Regions from separate parts of the Mus musculus genome. Here regions 1, 3, 4 and 5 are each linked to region 2. Evidence: chromatin contacts called from public HiChIP or PLAC-seq data. All regions are on one chromosome and are shown on one strand. Each heading gives the region's core, a stretch centred on a gene start, on an enhancer-like site or on the middle of the called end of the contact. The rest is flanking DNA. Distances are from core to core; before and after follow the strand shown. Region 1 has its middle 35 kb from the start of Gm40110. Region 2 has its middle 20 kb from the start of Tspan2. Region 3 has its middle 48 kb from the start of A230001M10Rik. Region 4 has its middle 6.4 kb from the start of Gm40110. Region 5 has its middle 18 kb from the start of Gm40113.

Evidence for each region. HiChIP or PLAC-seq counts read pairs in DNA pulled down with a chosen protein or histone mark.
Region 1: a FOXA1 HiChIP or PLAC-seq map of pancreatic cancer cells shows a contact between it and region 2. The contact joins two enhancer-like sites. A contact is called at or near these places in 1 of 484 Hi-C or Micro-C datasets (cranial neural crest), 3 of 115 datasets of contacts at active chromatin or transcription factors (embryonic stem cells and pancreatic cancer cells) and 1 of 9 other capture datasets (embryonic stem cells).
Region 3: a FOXA1 HiChIP or PLAC-seq map of pancreatic cancer cells shows a contact between it and region 2. The contact joins two enhancer-like sites. A contact is called at or near these places in 1 of 15 datasets of contacts at CTCF or cohesin (the NIH/3T3 cell line), 1 of 484 Hi-C or Micro-C datasets (cranial neural crest), 2 of 115 datasets of contacts at active chromatin or transcription factors (embryonic stem cells and pancreatic cancer cells) and 1 of 9 other capture datasets (embryonic stem cells).
Region 4: a contact with region 2 is called in a FOXA1 HiChIP or PLAC-seq map of pancreatic cancer cells. The contact joins two enhancer-like sites.
Region 5: a contact with region 2 is called in an H3K4me3 HiChIP or PLAC-seq map of bone marrow-derived macrophages, with 7 times the contacts expected there. The contact joins two enhancer-like sites. A contact is called at or near these places in 2 of 115 datasets of contacts at active chromatin or transcription factors (bone marrow-derived macrophages and extraembryonic endoderm stem cells).

Annotation. Positions count from the first base shown.
Region 1 is chr3:102,336,836-102,339,535 of GRCm38.p6, reverse strand. No RefSeq gene overlaps it. Among named protein-coding and RNA genes, the nearest start is that of Gm40110, 35 kb to the left of the region's middle. Within about 2 kb of position 1,400, at least 57 of the 459 cell types and tissues checked have an H3K27ac peak or open chromatin away from gene starts, as enhancers often do. A contact at or near this core is called in pancreatic cancer cells, where this site is marked.
Region 2 is chr3:102,713,885-102,716,584 of GRCm38.p6, reverse strand. No RefSeq gene overlaps it. Among named protein-coding and RNA genes, the nearest start is that of Tspan2, 20 kb to the left of the region's middle. Within about 2 kb of position 1,419, at least 195 of the 459 cell types and tissues checked have an H3K27ac peak or open chromatin away from gene starts, as enhancers often do. A contact at or near this core is called in bone marrow-derived macrophages and pancreatic cancer cells, where this site is marked.
Region 3 is chr3:102,309,070-102,311,769 of GRCm38.p6, reverse strand. No RefSeq gene overlaps it. Among named protein-coding and RNA genes, the nearest start is that of A230001M10Rik, 48 kb to the right of the region's middle. Within about 2 kb of position 1,274, at least 56 of the 459 cell types and tissues checked have an H3K27ac peak or open chromatin away from gene starts, as enhancers often do. A contact at or near this core is called in pancreatic cancer cells, where this site is marked.
Region 4 is chr3:102,364,995-102,367,763 of GRCm38.p6, reverse strand. No RefSeq gene overlaps it. Among named protein-coding and RNA genes, the nearest start is that of Gm40110, 6.4 kb to the left of the region's middle. Within about 2 kb of position 1,298, at least 54 of the 459 cell types and tissues checked have an H3K27ac peak or open chromatin away from gene starts, as enhancers often do. A contact at or near this core is called in pancreatic cancer cells, where this site is marked.
Region 5 is chr3:103,213,367-103,216,174 of GRCm38.p6, reverse strand. No RefSeq gene overlaps it. Among named protein-coding and RNA genes, the nearest start is that of Gm40113, 18 kb to the right of the region's middle. Within about 2 kb of position 1,419, at least 26 of the 459 cell types and tissues checked have an H3K27ac peak or open chromatin away from gene starts, as enhancers often do. A contact at or near this core is called in bone marrow-derived macrophages, where this site is marked.

The DNA.
Region 1 (2,700 bases), core at 151-2,650, 380 kb after region 2:
TTTCCCTAACTCAACCACAGGGGTCACTGGCTTCTGTCCATGGTTGGGTGCATCTAAGTCTTTCAGCTGCTTGTTGGGCCTCTCAAGGGACAGTCATGCTAGGCTCCTGTCTGTAAGCAAACCATAGCACCAGTATAGTGTTAGGTCTTGGAGCCTCCCCTTGAGCTGGATTCCAAGTTGGGCTGGTCACTGGACCTCTTTTCCCTCAAACTCTTCTCCATCTCCATCCCTGCAGTTCTTTCAGACAGGAACAATTCTGGGTCAGAGTTCTGACTGTGGGATAGCAACCCCATCCCTCCATTTGATACCCTATCCTTCCACTGGAGGTGGGCTCCACAAGTTCCCTCTCCCCACTGTAGGGTATTTCATCTCAGGTCCCTCCCTTTGAGTCCTGAGAGTCTCTCACCTCCCAGGTCTCTGGTACATTCTAGAGGGTCCCCCCACCTCCTACCTCCCAAGGTCGCCTGTTTCCATTCTTTCTGCTGGCCCTCAGGACTTCAGTTCTGTCCCCCCCCCCATACCTGACCATGTTCCCCTCTTCCCCTCCCTGTCCTCTCTTCTACCTGGGTTTCTTCCTCCCTCTGCCCCCATGATTGCTTTCTTCTCCCTCCCAAGTGGGACTGAGGTATTCTTACTTCCACCAGGGCCTCTTGCCTGTCTGAAATGTTCTTTTCAAATAGCCCCGTGCTAGCTCTGGCTACCACGGTGACAACAGAGTGCCAAGTGCTCACCTGGTGCCCTCCTCCTCACAGGCTTATGGAGAACAAGGCCTCTTCTAATTCTCGCTGTGCCTATCCTTGCTGAGACAGGAGTCTCGAAGCCATAGCTCCAGCACCTATGGGTGAGCACACATCCCATCTGGCTCTTGCTAACATAGTTAGGGAACAACATGATGCCTGTGAGCCCATTTTGTATAGTCCAGGCATTTCTCAGCCCTACAGTGAATTCTGTTGCCTCACTTCAGACACTGTCTGAGGGAGGCTGAGGGAAGCCTTCGGCTGTGGTCTCAACCTCTCTAGAGTCTGATTTTCTAACATTTCTCTAAGTGATTCTGGTGTGATGGATTTCTTAGCCAAAGTGAACAGCACTGTAGGTGGACAGGTGGCTGTCAGTTCCCTGCCACCCACCAAGAAACTCAGCACCTTTTATCACGCCCGCCCACCCCATGCTCTCCCGGGGCCTCCAGGGGCCTGCTTTTCCTGCTGCACCTGGAGGAATTCTACCTTCTCCTCCAAGTCACCATTCGTCATCGGCAGCTCCTGCTCCCGAGTTGGACAGTTAAGCATGCAGGGCAGGGAGGGGGTGACTCATTGGCACACACTCAGGGCCTAGCCCCAGCACTTGGCCCAGAACGGGCCTTTATTACTCTATACCTCTCATTCACGTTTCTCCAAGTTCTCACACTTACGGAGGTGAGTGCCGTGACAGCTCATGCTGCACGTGTTAATGACACACCAGGCACCCGAGACAGATGAGATCAGAGAACAGAAATGAAAGTGGCTTAGATTTGGGTGAGAGGCTCTAGCTTACTCATGCCAAGGGTTATTGCAGTTGAAATCTAGCTGTGGCTGGTGATCAAAAGCCTTACAGAGTGAGGGGGCAGAGAGGATCCTGGGGGGACGTTCATGAGCCCTGTGTGCATGGAGCCCACTCCAGTGCACACACAACAACAGCAGCCACTCCCTGACACCCCCCCCCCCCCGTGCACTCACACCCACACTTCCATTCACCTCCTGACACAGCTGTCTGGAGTCACTGCCCATTCAGCCCTCTTTGCACTGTTCAGTCAGGCACTACAGGAGTAAGAAAATTATCCTCATTATCACTGAGGATAGCTTAGGAAATCCATTCTTTTGTGTGTGTGTGTGTGTGTGTGTGTGTGTGTGTGTGTGTGCGCACGCGTGCACACACGCGCAAACTCATATACACACACAAAACCACACACACACATACCAGGAAGCCTCACAACAGTCAACTTGTAACAGAAACTAGGATGCTCTACAGCGACTTGTCCAAACTTGAGTATAGGCCCAGCTCTATCTGGACTATGAGAGGATTTACTGTTACATAAAAGCTAGCCACTGCACCGGTCTCCTTGCCTCTCCCTGACTGCAGCTGCGCACCTTCCTTAGAAACCTTTCTTCTCTACACTTATTCTCTTTTTCTTACTATTCTCTTGCTCTCCCTCCCTCCCTCCCTTCTTCCCACCTCTCTCTCTCTCTCTCTCTCTCTCTCTCTCGCTCTTTCTCCCTCCCTCCCTCCCTTCCTCTCTATCAGTCAGTCAGTCAGTCAGTCTGTCTGTCTGTCTGTCTGCCTCTGTCTCCCCCCCCATTCTCTCGCTCTCTTTTCATCTCCCCATCTTCTCTATTGTCTTCCATTCTTATAGTTTCCTATCCCTGGCCATATCCAGTCTGCTTCTTTCTTTATGCTCTGGAATCTTCCAGATGCCTCTGTTTTTGTTTTTTGTTTTTTTTTCTCTTATATCCACAATAAAAACTTTACCCGTATCATGGACTGGTCATGTCAGCAGTTTCTATACTGAACCCCCTCACATACAGGTTCCATGGGATGGGGACAGAATTAAGTTGCTATAACGAGAGATAGGTTGTGAAGCCACTCTCCAGGACACTGCAAGTCACCTACAGTGCTGAGTAGTCATGTGAGCACATGGCATATGGCACACGGTATGACACGATGACG
Region 2 (2,700 bases), core at 170-2,669:
ATGCTTCCCCCTTCCCGGTTGTGCCCTTGTTTGACTTCATTCTATACAACTTGATTAGGGTCTCCTCTTAAGTCCCATCTCATGATAGTATTATTATTATATCCTTGAAGGTAGTAATTAGAGTTATGAAGAGTCGTTTTTTCCTGGTTCTTTTCCTGAGTGGCTGGACTTTAGCTAATTCATTTAATCTCCTTGAATCTTAGTATTTTCATCCTTTAAATGATAGTGAAGTGTGTCTTGCTGAATATTACCTGTTTCTGGTAAATGTGCAAAGAAATGACTGTCAAAGCAAGCAGAAAACTGCTAAATGAGCATAAAATCCAAAAAAATTTATCATTTTATGACTTTTGAAATTCATTATAATGCCTGACACTTTGCAGGCACCAGCCAACTGGTGCGCCTCCATCTATTATTTAATGTGGTGAGGGGATATGCTATCACTTGTCACCACTAAGGACCCACTAAATCTCATCTCATTCCATCCCCCCACTTCTCGTTTGATGAAGAGGAACCTGAGGCTAGGAAAGGTTAAGCAACACATTCAAGGTCACACAGCTAAGAGCCTGTGCTCTCACGGGGTTCCCACATTTGCCTTCCTCTGGTCCCAGAACAGGGACAGCTTCTGGTCATGCTAAGAGGTAAAGGATTCAGCCAGCTCTATGAAGGTATTAAAGGCAGAGCTGGGACCAGCGCGAGGCCTGTCGGCTGTCGGTCCAGTGCTCAGCTCCGGCTCCCTTTCTGGCAGAGGTGGACACCTGAGATAGAAGGAGGCTCTCGTAGCTTCTTCTGTTCTCACCTCTTGGAGGCGTGCCTCTCACGGTCCAGGTTTCTTTTTTGTCATCGAATATATTTATATTTATATTCCTTTCACAAAGGAGAAAATGGGAGCATAGAGAGATCGCCTGAGCTTTTCTCTTCCAGGTAGAACACTTCCACATACTGCAGTAAGAGGAGAAAGCCGGATGGTTGGAATTTGAATATGAGGAGACACGTTAGTGACAAGCAGTAAGGCTGAACTGGAAGAAGCCAGCCAATCCCCTTCCACTTCCTTCCTGAGGTCTTTGCCTCTTCTGAGCTTGGCTTAGCCCTGACCGGAGTGAGCTCAGACACGACAGAAAGAAAGAGGAAATAGATTGTGTTTGTCTGTGGTGCTAGAGTAAGATACGGAGCAACAGTCACCCTAAAGGCCAGCCTGGACTTCCCCAGCTGACATTTGCTTTACTCGGGGGATCGATAATCTTGGCCGCAACACCTACAAAACCTGGGCCTGAGCTGCCTCCATTTCCAGCCTGCTTGGGTTTCAGTTCTTTCCAAGGTATCATTTCCTGGTTGTTTCTTTGGCAGTTTCTTCTGCACCGGCAAGGTTTAGTGTGCCCGGGCGTTTACCAGGTGTTGGCTCCCCCCTGCTGTCAGAAAGAAGCATTGCAAGGACTTGACAAGTTGCGTGTATCTCATGAACTCAAGAACTCATTGTCTGGGAGTGCTTGTCTCACGTCTCCTCAACAAGACATTGACTGTCCACGCGAGTGGGTCCAAGATCGGTAGCCATCAGTGCTCAGTTCACACTGCTGTTTATGCATTAAGGGAGTCGGTTTATGGAGCAATCAACGTGGTTTAGCACGCAATGCTTTCTAATTTCTGAGAACTTGGGCCTTTTGTTAAGGCCACTCCCAGCCTTCCTGGCCTCCTCTGAGCAGGCAGCATGGATACTTCTGATCGCGGTGGGAGCTGAATCCACCTTAGGTGCCTTGACACTCTCAGGCTTTTTACAGCAGGTCACCAGAGACTGGAGTCCCTTCAGGGCTGAGGAAGTGGAAGGGTTTCATCAGTCTACTGAGAGCTACCGGCCACTTGAGGTCCTCAGGGTTGGAGAGGCTAAGTTTCCTTCTTATTTACATTGCTGAACTGTCCTAGAGCAGTGGTCCTGGGCTCCTGTTACCAGCTTCAGAGGCTTGTCTCAGCCCTTAGGGCAGGGGCTCTCAGCCTTTGAATAGAGACTCAACCCCTTTCGCAGGGTCGCAGAAGACCATGGGAAGACGTAGAAATTTACATTACAATTCATAAAGATAGCAAAATTAAAGTCATAAAGTAGCAATAAAATAATTTTATGGCTGGGGGTCACCACACCACGAGGAACTGTATTAAAGGGTCACAGCATCAGGAAGGCTGAGAGCCACCGCCTTAGGAGGCGTCTACATCTTCAGCTCATGCTCCGTCTCTTGTCTGGGCTTCTTGTTTTCCTTGCCTTTCAGGTTCCCATGTTCTTAAAGTCCTAGAGGTCATAGGTTCCCCAAAGCTTCTTTCCAAAGAATAAAGGCCACCGCCCACTACTCTATATTGTAAGCACGCACTGTCTCTTGGGTTCCTCCTCATTTGTGTGACTCAAGCCTTTCTTACCCCCATAGGTACTACTCGGGACTCTCTCCCAGGGTGCATTGCTTCTGCTCCAGCTAGAATATAAATAGCTGGCTGCCAGTCCCTGGGCCGTCCCCTCAATACTTCAAACTGTGTGTGCCAGGGAGGGATTCAGCCAGGAGCGCACAGAGATGGCTCAGAGACTCCGGCTTTCCAATGGCCTGTGTCACTCAGCAGGCCCCGAGCATCTGTAGATTCTAAGCAAACATTTTATTTTGTCTTTGTCTGCATTATGACATGGTTTGTGATCCCCCCCCCCCACTTATCACATCTGCAGTGTGTTGG
Region 3 (2,700 bases), core at 25-2,524, 400 kb after region 2:
CTCTTGCCTGTCTGTATCCTGACAGTTGGAAGCTCACGCGCTTGGATAACTGCCTCTCATGCTGTTTTGTTTTATGAAGTCAAGACCATTGATAAAACGCAGACAGTTTGCAGAAAGAGCCTAGAGAAGGTCATTCCTCTGGACCCTTGGCTGCACCTTCTCTGACAACAGATGAATTCACCAGATGTATCAGAAGCGGCCCTCTTTTCCTCGTGCAAGATGAGCGTGCCCTTTGTTTGATGAGCCTTGAAGAGCTTAAAGGTAAGGAAGCATAATTATATATCATCTCGATCTCGTTTTTCTCCTTAATTCTTTCTTTATTACTTCTGCAACTTGCCAGGTGCTTAACATAGAGGCAGACACACAAGACTTCTAAAAGGCACTTGCCTATCAACACTGCTATCAAACTTGCAGTTGGCTTGCCTCTATCCCATATCTACTCAACTCCAGAAAACTCACTCAGCCACTTAGTAACTGTCTAAAGAAGTGCTTGGTGCAGGTTATAACCTGAATTGATAATTAACCAATCAATCTTTTTTTTTTTTTAAAGCACAGTGAAAAATCACTATGCTTGCTGCCAGTAAGCATGGGGAAAAATAATACACCTTTGAATCCTGTTTTCTTTCCCTGCAAGTTTGATAGCAGTGTTGATAGGCAAGTGCCTTTTAGAAGTCTTGTGTGTCTGCCTCTATGTTAAGCACCTGGCAAAATATGAATGCAGAGAGAGAAAACCTGTAGCCATGTAGAGGAGAAATAGACAAAGCAGAGGCCAGAGGTCCCAGGGCCAGACACATAGCCCAGTGGGACCCCCAGGGCAGATTTTTTCCTTTCTCTTTTCTCTCCCTTCTTTTCCTCTGCTTCTGTTTCCTCTTCCTTTCTGCTTTTCACCACCCCCAATGTGGAATACATTCGTCAATGCTCTCTACAGCTATGTTTTCTTTTTAAAGATTACTGTTACACCCTAATAACATTGACTAATATATATTTTTTAATTCGGAATTTGTACAATTTCGGTGCCAATTAATAATTATATAAAAATTCCATTTACTTCTTGGGTCATTGGCCTGTAACGTCCACAGGTCTTGACAGGTTTAAATTGAACTGGAAAAGAAACCTTCCTTGTTTTAGGATGCCTCACAGCTGCGATGATTTAGAGAGTTCCCGCTCTTCTTCCCTTTTGCCCCTCCCCCTCTCTGGTTACTCACACTCAGCTGTGTCACCCTAGTGACCAATGAGCAAGGAATCTGCCATAGGTTCCTTGGGGAAGGAATGACTCACAGTAATCCACCTCCCTCCTGACAAGCCACCTGTGACTCCCTCTGCCAAGGGCTGGGGCAGGGCTCTGTACACAATGTGGTCCCCGCTCCATCAAGGCTGCTTGATTGATAGAGAGCCAGGTGGCCGCCAGGCTGGCCCCATGTAAGCCCGCAGGAAAGATACACCAGCGAGGTTCAGAGTCCCAGAGGTGGCCTTCGGGAGTCCAGCATGAGCTAACCCCGTAGGCTCGTAAATTGTCCCCAGATCTGAATTTAAACCTTCTCCGGGCAGAGAAACTTTGAGCTTCTCACTCCGAGTTTCGGGCACGTTATTTTCATCTACGGATAAAAGATAATAAAAGGTAACACTGCCCATTTAATGGATTTCTTGAGAGCATCCAGGACGCAGTATCCAGAAAGTTCCTAGAGGATGGGATAAGAGTAAGGAGAATGGAGGCAGACAGGGACCAACTCCTGGGTTCATCTAGAGTAGTATGGGAGAGCAGAGTCCAGCCAGCCCTCGTATCAAAGAGAAATATCTTGCTTCCAACAATGGTTGTTTCCTGCTCTTGCTGACTACACAGCACCACCTAGGGGCGGAGCACGCTTGGAGCCGACCAAGGTCCCGCAAGGAACGTTAACCCCACAGAAAGCCTTTGCCTCTTTTGGACTTCCCAGTCTCCACGGCTCCTCTTGCCTCTGCTCTCTCTTCCCTGGCCCATGTCCTTTCCCACCCAATCCTCGTTTCTTCTCATCCTCTTTCCCTAATGCACTGTTTTTCACACAGGGGTCCTCAGGGCTTTGAACTGAATGTAAATCTGTGGGAAGTCAGATAACATCCATTCTCAAACAGCCCTAACCCTCTTCTTACACTCCCTGCGATTGACTTCTTTTAGATGGCACCAAGGATTGCCATGGTTACATTGTCCTTGGGCTGGGACAGGGACCTCTAGTGCTGTGGACAGTAGGGCCTGGGGATTTCCACTTCGGTCAGCGAGAGTGCAATGAGATGGGTCACTCTCAGGTCATATCTCTATCCCAGGAGCCTATTTTTCCTAGTGGGAATCCTTACTCTCTGACTAAACTTAGATGGAAGAACAGAGTTGGAGAGTTGGCTCTGTGGTTGATAGAGTTAGTTATTTTTACAGATGACCTGGGGCTCTGTTTCTCAGCTCCTACATGGCAGCTCACAGCTGTGTGTAACTCCATGGTATCCAATACCCTCTTCTGACATCAATAAGTGCAGTATATACCTATGGTACACATACACACATTCAGGCAGTGCACTTATTGCAAACAATAATTTTAAAATTTTTATATAGAGATGTATATGCATGCATATATGTATACATATACATACACATATATACACATATGTACACATATATGCATACATATATACATATACATGAACACAAAAAAATAGAAGAGTGAAGGGTTATTT
Region 4 (2,769 bases), core at 49-2,548, 350 kb after region 2:
GTCTACAGGCTCCAAAGATGGTGAGGTAATAAAATGTCACCTGAAATAAAGAGGACTCAAATGGGGTCTTAGAATCCTATGGTTCAGAAAGCTCATTATCATGTTTACTTAATGACCTTGGACTGACAGCATCAATGAGAAAAAAAAGTAGCCTATTGGAAGAAAGAAACCTGGGAGGAAGCCAAGAACTCAAAGAAGTAAGATGACAGTCAATTCCCAGCACTGGATGTGGGAGCTGAGAGAACTTCTCGATCCCTCCTCTACACTTCCCTCTATCTCTGTGCTTCCACTCTTGAGCAACATGCAGGTCAACCCAGGATGACAGACTAGATTCCAACACTCTTGCCTGGCATTACAGCATCCACAGACAGCAGAATTCTTTCTGGAGATAAGACCAGTGCACAAGAGAGCCCTTTTCACTCAGGCCATGGGGCAATATCCAGCAAAAGGAAGATGCCCAAGGCTTTAAGACATATTTCTTTCAGTTGGAAGATACATTTCTGCAGCGAGAATTTTGGTTTCTTAAAAAACAAACAAACAAACAAACACCCGCAGAATATACGTATGTTTTTGTTTTAATCCCAGGTATGGTGATATGGGCTGCTTCACAGCAGGTGACTGTGATTTGCCTTGTGCTCTAGCAAGGGCGTGGTTTTGCCAGCTGCAGATGATTTCTGTGAGTGTGTGACATTTGAAATTCAGGGGACTTTTCAGAGGATATACAAATGCTAGAGCCACCCCCTTCCCCATAGAAGGGGCTGCTGCTGGTTGGCCGGTTGGTAGGTGGTTGCTGTTAGGTGCAGTTTGTTGAGGTTTGTCAAGTCATGTATGAAGGGACGAAAAGAAGAAATTAGATACCCGGACAGCAAAAATCAAACTTGCCCCAAGGAACTCAACACCCCTAGGTATCAAGGAGTCAAGGAGTAATCTAACCATGTCATCACCCCCTTTTCCCTCTGACTTTTTTTCTCTCCTACCTAATGTTAAGGGATTGAAAGTGTGGAAGGAGAGGGGTGGAGACAGGTGGGAAAGAAAAAGAATCCACAAAATGGTAAAAAGCCCAATTACACACTTCTTCATGTCTGTCATTTTTAGCAACATCTTGAAAGGTGGGTTTTCACATCAACACAAAGAAATCTGTCTGGTAAGGCTCAGCACAGATCTGGTATTTGTCCCCACAGTAGGCTTCAGCAGTGCATCAGAATGGCATGGAGGAAGTGCCCTAGCCCAGTCCTGAGGCCCCAGTCCAGCCTGTGGATAAACAGTGCAGGCTGGAATGCTGCTGCTAACCCCACGTGCCTGGACTGATGGCCATGTGGAAACCCCTGACAGCACTTTCCTGTGAGAGACCTGGGCTCTGGGGAGGCGCAGCTTCCTGCTGTGTCACCGTGATGTGACCACGAGAGTGGGAACGGGGCCCAGGAAAACTTCCTTCTGGACTGGGTCGACCCTTGTGCAGAATACTGGCTCAGTGCTGAGCATTTTTTCCCTGAGATAGCAAGGCCTCTGTCATCCTGTCCAGAGAAGCCTGGCTGGCCACTGCCCTGCCAGTATCTATCTTACTGTACCCCTGAGACTCAGGGTTAAGCATCAGCCAATCATAGGCCCTCTCTGTGCCCCTGGTCAAAGGGACCAGATTTAGAAATCTGGTGACTCAGGTACATGGGAATTTGAAGGTCACTCATGCTATCAGGAAATCAAATTTAAAAAAATCTCAATTTTATTACAAAAAAAAGTTAATAAATTGCCTGTCAAACAGTAAAATTGTCTTGATTTCTTTTCTTACTACTTTACTGCAGTTTCCAAATTTTTGTATTATTTATATACTGGAAGAGTAATCTTTATTAAAGAAAAATGTATAATAGTAATTAATTAATTTAATTTAATGTTGCTATCCAAGGGACTCCAAAAAGGACTGCTAGTGAAGCCCTACAGCTTAGCATGTGAAGGACTTGGTCCTGGATCTTTCATTTATCCTGGCTACAACCTCCTAAAATTATCTATCATTCACCGAGAGGTTGGGAATTATTCTGTTATGAAATCCCTGCATCTTACTAAGTGAACCATTTTTCTTATACTCACGCATGATACAAGATAAAATGCTTGTTATTGTGGCATGATAACATGCTGCCATCGAGCCATTTACTGACCACTAATGGATCTTAGCCAAGTGCTTGGTTTTGGTGCTGAACATACATCTAAAATCTATTTAATTTAATTAATAAGGGAACCTATATGTGGCTATAGTATTAGTTCAGGGTCATATTTATGGCCTTTGATCCTATCTTGATCATTTTTTCAACTCGATGATGTAGGTGACTACTTAACTTTGGCTTTTATTGCCTGTAAACTAGGGGTAATACCTAGTTTACCTACTCGATAAAGCTTGGATGAGACACTTCAATGAGACACTCCTAGCAATGTGCTTAGCATGAAGCCTGGCTAAGAGGACAGGATCTGGCTATGCTTTATATTAGGGAGTGGAACATCTGCAATAGCGCCCCTGTCTTTACAGATGAAATTTTAACCACATATAGGTCTCTATCTACATGAACAGTACGTGTATTCCATGCTTCCTGACCAAACTACCCTTGAGGTCTCACTTTTTGCTTAATCCTTATGATTAGGATTCTAAGGGGAGAATGCTGGAGGACACTGTTAGCCAGTCAGATGGCAGAAACCTGACAGTGTACTCATGGCTGTGTATACCACCTATGAGACCCACATCTGTGTCACCTCACATACTCTATGGGGTATCTTTGGCACATA
Region 5 (2,808 bases), core at 170-2,669, 500 kb before region 2:
TCCGTTCTTTTCTTGTTGCTTTGCTTGTAGTCAGTGCATCATGTTAGTGTCGTTGTCGCCCCCTCCTGTCCTTCTCCCTGTCCCCCCACAAGGACAATGAACACAGTCAAGAATTCACTGAGGAGTTTGTTTGCCTCCTCTTTGATTACATTAAGCATTCTCATCACCATTCTTTTAAATTCTACTCCAGGATTTCATCTAATTCACTCTCTTAGGAAGACATTGCTGCGTGGTAGTAGTAGCAGCACATGTCTTTAATCCCAACACTTGGCATGCAGAAGCAGGTGGATATCTGACCCATCCAGCAGGTCCAGTTATTCGAGGGTCTCGAGGGGACCTTCTCCTAAGAACCAAATAGGGGGGTAGAGAGAGACGAGAACCTTGTGTAAAGAACGACAGGGAAACATTCTGAGTAACATCAAGGTTCCACTGTATTAGCCAGGCCCAAGGTTTAAATGCACAAGCAAAAGGGGAAGTACAGGTACTTATCAGCGGGAGGGGTGCGGCAATAGAATTGCACATTCTTTAAGCAGTTACATGGGGAAGCAGGAACTTGGCGGTATCAGGGTGTGGTCAGGACATCTGGCGCTGATTTAGGGCTGGAACAACCTGTGGTTGTTCTCCGAGCAGTGCGTTGGTGGCCCGCTTTTGACCCTCTTTTCTTCTGGGGTGGGGGAGGCCCAATTCAGAGATCAGGACAATAGTGTTGTCTTAATAGCTCCCAACAGATATCTGTGAATTCAAGGCCAGTATGGTCTACAGAATGAGTTCCAAGATAGCCAGTGTTACACAGAGAAACCCTATTTCAAAAAAACAAACAAACAAACAAATAAATAAACAAACAATCAAAATGTCTATTAAGTAATTAACAATGATCAAAAAAGATAATGTAACAAACCTATATTTGGCTCTGAAACTCCCTCCTCAGACAGACAGTCCTCTTTTCTCAGTGCGGCGGGTTTTGAACTCTTTTTTTTTCCCTGTGGATCAAACGTGGCTGACGAGGAAAGATGTGATTCTCATTTCCTGTGTAAGTCTGTAGAACCTGGTATGTGCTGCCCCAGTGGGCTTTAGACCGTTGCCTTTGGACTGAGATTGTGGTACTATGGGGAAACCTTGCTGCTAAGGTCAAAGTCTGACATTAGCAGAAGGCCCTGAGCTCAGTGCAAAATGTCAGACTCCCTTTGTCTGTAGGGCTTCTTCTCTGACCTTGTCTGGGGAGCTCAAACTCTTCTACCTTCTACCTGCAGAACATCACATAGCCTTGGTTAGGTTACAGGTTCAGCTTCCTTTCTCCCAGTAAGAGCCCATTCAGCAAGCAGCTCTGATTCCTGGAAAGCCTCCCCATGCTAGTGAGGTCATTAGCCTTCAACCAACGACCTTTGCCCACCCTTCGATTCACCCTGAGTACAGTTGATCTCTCTCCCTAAAGCTAATCCTGAGCTTGGACATTTCCATTCATTTCCATGTGTACTCACAGGGCTTCTGAGCTCTCTGTCCATCGCCCCTGCTCCAGCTCTGGTACAACTGTCAATCAATTACTTTGCCAATCTCTGTTTCCTCATTTAGTTTGAAATACAATACAGATGTGCTAAGGCAATGGGCTTTATGGATGCATATACCTGGTAATATTCCTGTGTATTTTTTTTTTTTTTTACCTCTGTGTTGGGATTTGGTCCTGTTACAGTATTCAGAGGTAGGGCTCTGGGGAAGCCACTGCCATGAAGAGCCATCTACTCGGTGGATTAATCTGTTGATAGAGTCATCATTTGCCAGAAACTAGGAAGTAGGTAGGAGGACTTGGTTAGAGGAAGTGTTGCCAGAATTGTTAGGGTCAAAAGCCTGGGTCCTGAATGCTGCACAAGCGTGGCTTGTCCTCCTGTGCTCAATGCCCCCAAAACAGAAAGGAGGTTTATTTAAAGTACACACATTGGGAAGACAGGCAAAGAGATCCAGTGACCTCTTCCAAGTCCATATTTGGGGTTCTGACACGAGGTTTAAGTAGACGTTAAGAGGCGTACATAAAGAAGTGGTCCCCCCACTTTGATCCATCCTTGTCTCTGCTCTAGTCTTTCCTGCCAAGTGGCCTGGTCAGTTGTTAGAATCTCGTGAACTATTGTCTTGGGAATCAAGTTCTTTCTCTGACTGATGACAGCGCTCCGGCCTCTTCCTTCTCTGAGCCTGGGTTCCTGGGGACCATGGATTGTAGTGAGAATCTTGGTTTCTTTCAAAACACAGTTGTGTTATGTGAACATGTTTTTGTTTTAATCCCAGGTGTGGAATAAGCGGCTGTTTCACAGCTGGTGTTTACGATTTGCCTTGTGCACTGGCAGGGGAGTGATCTCTGCCAGCTGCAAATAGTTTAATTCTGGGGACTCTGGAGGGTATAAATGCAGAACCCGGAGAGAGCCAGAGGCATGCCAAAGAGGAAGGAGGCTGTTCTTCCCCATTCTCCTCCTGGTTGCTGTCATTGCAGTTTGTCAAGTGTTCATGCGCAAAGAGATGAGAAGTTGGAGTTATCCTGATGACAAAGCTTGGACTTGCCCCAAGGACCCAATGCCCCATCAGCAGGAGTAGCATATAAAGGTCTATGCCCCCTTCCCACTCTAAGCTTTCTCTCCTACCTGCTGGTGCGGGGTTGGGAGGGGTTAGGGTGGATAAAGGTTGAAAGCGAGGTAGAGGCATAAGAACTTAATAAAAATAAATTTAAAAAATATCGCCTACACATGGTTTCAGAAGTCTAATAATCAAATAGGGGCAAACGAGTGTATCTTCCTTCGAGGGTGATAGTGAAACCTAGGGCCTTGC